Regions from separate parts of the Oryctolagus cuniculus genome. Here region 2 is linked to region 1. A link is a contact called in public Micro-C data. All regions are on one chromosome and are shown on one strand. The core of a region is the stretch at or near the end of the contact, and the rest is flanking DNA. Distances in the headings are between cores, read along the strand shown. Region 1 overlaps PRKCH (protein kinase C eta). Region 2 overlaps PRKCH (protein kinase C eta).

What was found. A called contact is a pair of places that touch in the nucleus more often than the background predicts.
Region 2: a contact with region 1 is called in a Micro-C map of ear pinna, with 2.2 times the contacts expected there. The contact joins two enhancer-like sites. A contact is called at or near these places in 2 of 6 Hi-C or Micro-C datasets (ear pinna and an unstated tissue).

The regions. Positions count from the first base shown.
Region 1 is chr20:9,009,056-9,012,150 of mOryCun1.1, forward strand. The region is part of intron 12 of PRKCH (protein kinase C eta); the gene reads right to left. Among named protein-coding and RNA genes, the nearest start is that of HIF1A, 190 kb to the left of the region's middle. Within about 2 kb of position 1,531, at least 2 of the 8 cell types and tissues checked have an H3K27ac peak or open chromatin away from gene starts, as enhancers often do. A contact at or near this core is called in ear pinna, where this site is marked.
Region 2 is chr20:9,089,238-9,092,332 of mOryCun1.1, forward strand. The region is part of intron 9 of PRKCH (protein kinase C eta); the gene reads right to left. Among named protein-coding and RNA genes, the nearest start is that of PRKCH, 180 kb to the right of the region's middle. Within about 2 kb of position 1,479, at least 3 of the 8 cell types and tissues checked have an H3K27ac peak or open chromatin away from gene starts, as enhancers often do. A contact at or near this core is called in ear pinna, where this site is marked.

The DNA of each region.
Region 1 (3,095 bases), core at 281-2,780:
GAACTTTTTGAAGCCCCCTCGCATACAGGGTCTAAGATCGCCTCTGATATCAAGGGCCCGGAGTTTAACTGATCAGAGTGTTACAGTTCTTTTTTTTTTTTTTTTTTTTTTTGACAGGCAGAGTGGACAGTGAGAGAGAGACACAGAGAGAAAGGTCTTCCTTTGCCGTTGGTTCACCCTCCAATGGTGATCCGATGGCAGGAGCCAGGTACTTATCCTGGTCTCCCATGGGGTGCAGGGCCCAAGCACTTGGGCCATCCTCCATTGCACTCCCTGGCCACAGCAGAGAGCTGGCCTGGAAGAGGGGCAACCGGGATAGAATCTGGAGCCCCGACCGGGACTAGAACCCGGGGTGCCGGCGCTGCAAGGCGGAGGATTAGCCTATTGAGCCGCGGCGCTGGCCAAGAGTGCTACAGTTCTACTACCTGTGTTTGCTTACCAATTCCGGCGTGGAGGAGCTGTGTGACCTTGGACAACTATACTAACTTCTCTGGGCCTCAGATTCCTCATTTATAATATGGAGATTTTCCTGTTCTTTATAGAGTTAGGATGAGTAATTGCCATCAACACGGCAAAGTGCTTGGAAAAAGGAAGCCCTCCAGAAATAGCGATATTCCTGAGTGCCTTGTCAAACCATCTGGAAGTCCACCCTGCTCTACCCAAAGGCAGAGGCATGGGTTGGAGGCCTCTGGGAGGCTAAACTCTGAGGTCAGCCCTGACCCCGAGGCCTGACTGGTCTCCCAGTCATTCCTCTGTGCAGCCAGGAGAGGCAGAATAAGGTTGGTCTCTGTGTTCACAGTCCCAGGTTCCAATGGTGACATGGCCGCAAGGGTCCTTGGAAAACCGCAGATCTTCTCTAAGGGTCTTAAGACAGTAGCACAAACAATGCTGAGGCTTTCACGTGCAGTTGTATCTGTGTGAAAACAGAAGGGGGATACTGCGTGCAGAAAGGGGGGTGCGATCCAGCGACTTGCAGTTGTCACGGGTTCTGGATGACAGAGTTTAAGTCGATCCTGTGTAAGTCTTGAGACAACAGGACTTTGAAACTCATCAAAATGTAAGTGATCGCTGACATATCTTTTCCTTTCCCAAAATCTGATTTCGTAGAAAGAGAACTATCTGTATAGACAGAGCAATGAGACATTTAATAAGATTTTCTTCCGGGAGCCAGAGAACAGTGCATTTCCTTCCTAATAGCTGGCTTTCGCTGTTGGGCAAAGAAAATGACCTTGCCCTTTCATTCAATTCAGACATTAAACAAAGGACAGAGCTGGCAGTGGCGAGCCAGGAGGGGAGGAAACCAGGCCACGGGACATTCCTGATTCCATCAATATTCCAGGGAGAGCTGCTGAATGGCAAGAAGGCATTTACGGCTCTCAGCAGAGTCCTGGGGAAGGCAGAGTAGAGAAAGGGCACAGGGCACAGAACAGAGCGTGGCTCACGGCCGGGATAGCCAACCCCACCACCAGAGCACAGCCTGGCTGCCCCTGGGGGCTGACCAAGTGCCTGCCCGGGAGCGAGCTGCAGGCACGTGCGTGTCTTTTGCTCCTGGTGTAGGGAGAGTCTGACCCGGTTAGGAAGCCCATCGCCGGCCCCTCTTGTCTCACACCCCTTCGGGCTGGCTGCAGGACAGGGCTGGGCATGTGAGGGAGGCATGGGGCAGCCTGGGTCGGGAAGAGTCAGCAGGGCTTTGAGCTGGCACTGCTGAGTCACTTTTCCAGAAGAAAAGCCAGAGCCACACAACCTCGCTTGAGCTGTGGCCGAAGACAATCTGCTGGGGGGGTGGGGGTGCGGAAGGGGCTTGGCAGGGCGGAAAGGGGGCAGCTTGGCGGAGATGAGCCGAATGAATCCTCCCAAGCACAGCTCCGAGACAGAGCGAGGCTGCTCTGCAACACGGGAAGCACCAAAGATGGGGAGTTGCTCTAACCTGCTCAGATTCCACCGGGACGGAATTTGCCAGGCTGGGCAGGACTGGGGAATCCGCATACTCTCCACAAAGAGGCCACCCTGCGGGGTGTCACTCAGCACTGGATTGGAAAAGGCAGCTGCAGGGGAGGGGTGAGGGTGGAGGAAACAATGAAACCATTTTCGGGGAAGTTATAGCTTAGTAAGCCCCGGCCATTAGTGCACTTGGAGGGTACCTCAGAAAGTGCATGCACACGGACTGAAAACATTTATCTCGGTGCAAACCCATGCACACAAGGCGTCTCCCAGAAATGAAGGAAAAACGTGTCCAGCTAGGATGCCTGCATCCCATTTCGAAGCTCCTATTCCTGACCCCTAGCTCCAGACTCCAGTCTCCTGCCAGTGCAGACTGGGAGGTAGCAGCGATGGCTCAAGTGACTGTGTGTGTCCCTGCCACCCACACGGGAGACGGGAGACGTGGATTGAATTCAAGGCTCCTAGCTTGGGCCCTGGCCCAGCCAGGGCTGTTGTTGTGGGCAGTTAGGGAGTGAATCTGTGGATGCAACATTGTCTCTGTCTTGCAAACAAATAAATAAACATTGTAAAGGACACAATTCAATGCCATTAAATAATGGGAGGCATACAAAGGTTTCCCTGGGAATATCCCCAGCACAACCTGATGGACTTGTCTGAAATGGTGGGAGGAGAGACCAGTGCCCACGGTCTATGTCAATACCAGGAGTCTATAATTGACGCTTTCTTCTCTTTCGATTTATCATCAATATTCTGGGAGAATAAAGCTGACATCCTGAAGATGACCATCCCTCCCTCGATCATAGATGCCACAAACTCCTTGGGTCCAAAGCGAACCTGTCTTTATAAAAGGGATGAAAGGAAATAAAGCCTGCTCGGGTGCTCATCCCTGAGGATGCGGGTGTGTGAGAACCCCAGCAGCTCCGCACCTTCCCTCCCTGGCAGGCGTCAGAGACCTCCATCTGTGAGACCTCAGAGACACTCCGTACTGCATTTCTTCCTATCGAAACCCCGCACGATAAACGCCCTGTGGCGACCTCGTCCTTCAGTGGGGCAGGAGCCACACAGAAACCAGCAGTGGGATTGTTGGCTGTGTTTTCCAAGCTGTCTGTGATGAGAATCTAGCAGCTGGGGCCAGCACTGTGGTGTATCGGGTA
Region 2 (3,095 bases), core at 229-2,728, 80 kb after region 1:
GCTTCTCTTCTCTCCCATTCATTCTCCTGGCCTTTTTTAGCCAAAGAAAGTTGGAAAGCCTGCTGGCCCGAGAGGACAGGGGCAAGGGTCCCAAGAATGGCATCTTCCTCCTGCAGGTGCAGAGCCTGGGACTGGTCTCAGCACGCTGCACCCTCGGGGTCAGTGGCGGACAGGAAGGTGGGTCACGCAGCGTCAAACCAAGAACTCCAAAAAGGCTTACGGAGAGAGGAAATTCAAAGATACATTTATTTTGGTGCAAAACATTTTTGGAATGCATGCGTACTTTTTTTTTTTTTTAAATACATATTTCCGTGGACTTTTTGAGGACTGCCTCATACACTCACAATAAATGATGGAAAACAAAGATGAATAGGATTTAATAAGCTGGGAACACGCAGAGAACAGAGAACGCCGCGCTCTGGCTTGCTTTCTATTTTGATCTGAGCCCGAGGCAAACGGCAGCCAATGACCCACAAGCAGAGCAAATCCCGTCTGTGGCCGCTCAGGGAAAGGAGAAAACCTAGTTCCAGACGGATCGGAGGAAACAGCCTTCGGTTTTTCATAAAAGGCCAAAGAGTCCACGTTGCGGAGAAGCGCCTTTATCCCTGGCCACTGACGCCATGCTTTCCCGGTGCTTCCTATTTGTGGCGTAAGGGAAATGACAGGGATATTAGCAGGCTGGGCAACTGCTCAGAAGACGCTCACTGACCTGGCTTTGCCGTGGGATCTGGGGCACGTGGGGGTACCTCTCTGGACCTAAGCGGCCAGAAATGGACAGTGAGGAGGGGAGCATTGCCCCCCCTCCCACCCCGCCTCCTGGCTTGCTTTGGGGATTCAATGAAGTACTTCCTGTGAGATACAAGGTGTGCTGTTAGAGGCGCTGGCAGTGAGCGTGAGCACCGGGAACCCACGCCAGGGCCTCAGGGAGCTGCGATTCCATCCCTCGCCCACCCCTGCGGCAGAGCTGGCACCGCGCAGGCTGCGATAATCAACCAGCTGCTGGACGCTGGCCTCGCAGCGCCCCGGTCTCTGCGGAGGGAGAGTCTCCCAGCTTTCCGGCTGCACTTCCCCACCTCTCCTAACCCGCAGTCACACAGTCTTTCCCCCAGGAAGTCACAGCAAACTCAGGAGCTTCGGGGAAGCAGCGCTCCGGGTGCCGCCTCCTCCTCCTCCCCAGTACGCCGTTGGCAGCAGCTCAGTGCACAAACCTGGCCTGGCCCCATGCCAGACGCCCTGTGACCACGTGCAGAGAGGAAAAGCAAGCTGAGGGGGCTAGGAAGTGGTCAGGGCCCTGAGCAATGCAGGGCAGGCTGTGGCCTTCCCGGGCCAAAGAGCGCTTCCATAGGGACTCCTCCATTGGGCTGCGAGGCAAGGATAGGAAGCTTGCAACAATTTTTATTTATGTATTCTCATTTTCTTTAAGAGAGAGAGAGAGAGAAATCTATCCACTGGTTCACTTGCCAAATGCCCACCATAGCCAGGGCTGAGCCAGGACAAAGCCAGGAACATGGAACCCAATCTGGGTCTCCCATGTGGGTGGCAGGGACATAACCGCTTGAACCATCACTGCTGCCTCCCAAGGTCTGCATTAACAGGAAGCTGGAATGGAGAGGACAGCCAGGACTTGAACCCAGACCCTCTGATATGGGATACATACATCCCAAGTGGCATTTAAAAAAAAAAAAAGTATTTATTTGAAAGGCAGAATTATAGAGACAAAGTAGGAGCTACAGAGAGATTTTCCATCTACTGGCTTATTCCCCAAATGGCTACAGAGGCCAAGACTGGGCTGGATCAAAGCCAGGAGCCAGGAACTCCACCGGGGTTTCCCACATGGGTGGCAGGGAGCCAAGCCCCTGTGATATCCTCTGCCACTTTCCCAAGTGCTTTAGCAGGGAGCTGGATGGGAAGTGGAGCAGCCGGGACTTGAATTGGCACCCATATGGCATGCAGGCATCACCACAGGCCACGGCTTAAACCACTGAGCCATAATACCCCCTCAGCTCCCCCGCACAAATGGCATCTTAACCCCAGGACCAAGCGCCCAGCTCAGAACACAGATTTAGGTGGAGGCCCTTATCCGGAGAAAACAAAGGGCAGGTGGCCCTCAAGAAAGAACTAGAAGGCAGCTAAGAAGTAGAACTCAGTGCCTGAGTGCTACCAGCCGCGGGCACCTGCTTGAGTGTGAGGTTCATTCCCGGGCCACACGATGCCACAAGGGGAGACGCCCTGTCCCCATGCTGCCAGTGACTCTCCTCCCGTCCCTGAAGTCTACTGAAATCATCCTGCAGCACCATGGGATTGTGTTCCTGGGGCTCCTGATGCCTGAACCTTCACACACTGCATGGCCGGACATCTCGGGAGAGGCTTCCGATGCAAAGCCCCGGCCCCGCCAGGATCCACCCCTGGGGGCTGCTCCATGAGGACGCCAAGTCAGGAGCCGGGAGAGAGAAAGAGAGAACGATGAGCGGAGAGGACCCCTGGGCCTCTGGCCCTGCAGAGCCGGGTCTGCGTGTCCTGGGCCCACCGGGACGCACCAGATGTGCGCACAGACAAGCCCTGTCCCAGGTAAGGAGGAGCTGGCCTTGGCTCAGCTCCCTGGGCTCCCAATCCCTTATGACACTTGCTGCTGCTTTCCCAAGGGCCTGGGTGACAGCCAGCTCTTGGGCACCTGCCACAGAGTGTCCAGCATTTTCCAAATGGAACCTTTGCTCCAATAAACTGGACTAAAGCCTGGCACCCGTGCTTACTGCGCCACGCCCCCTTCCCGCCACTGCCGGCTCTGGCTGTCTTTGTTCTCACCTCACCTCCTCCCTCGCCCGTCTGTCCGTCTGTCTGTCTGTCCCTCTCTGTCTACCTCCTCCCAGTGCCACTCAGCTGACGGCTCCATGAAGATCCAAGTGGGGGCTGGGAGACCCGGATTCCAGGCCACAAATGCCACGAGGCCCAGCTGCTGACAGAGGAGGTTCTGAGGAGTGTGCGGTGAAGGTGGCCTGGGAAGAGTGGGGGAGGCAGCACCCACAGGCCTGTCCCCCAGGTCCTGAGAGACCACAGGCTCTCCCCTAGTTATCATGGCTTAGTTCTCCCACCCTCCC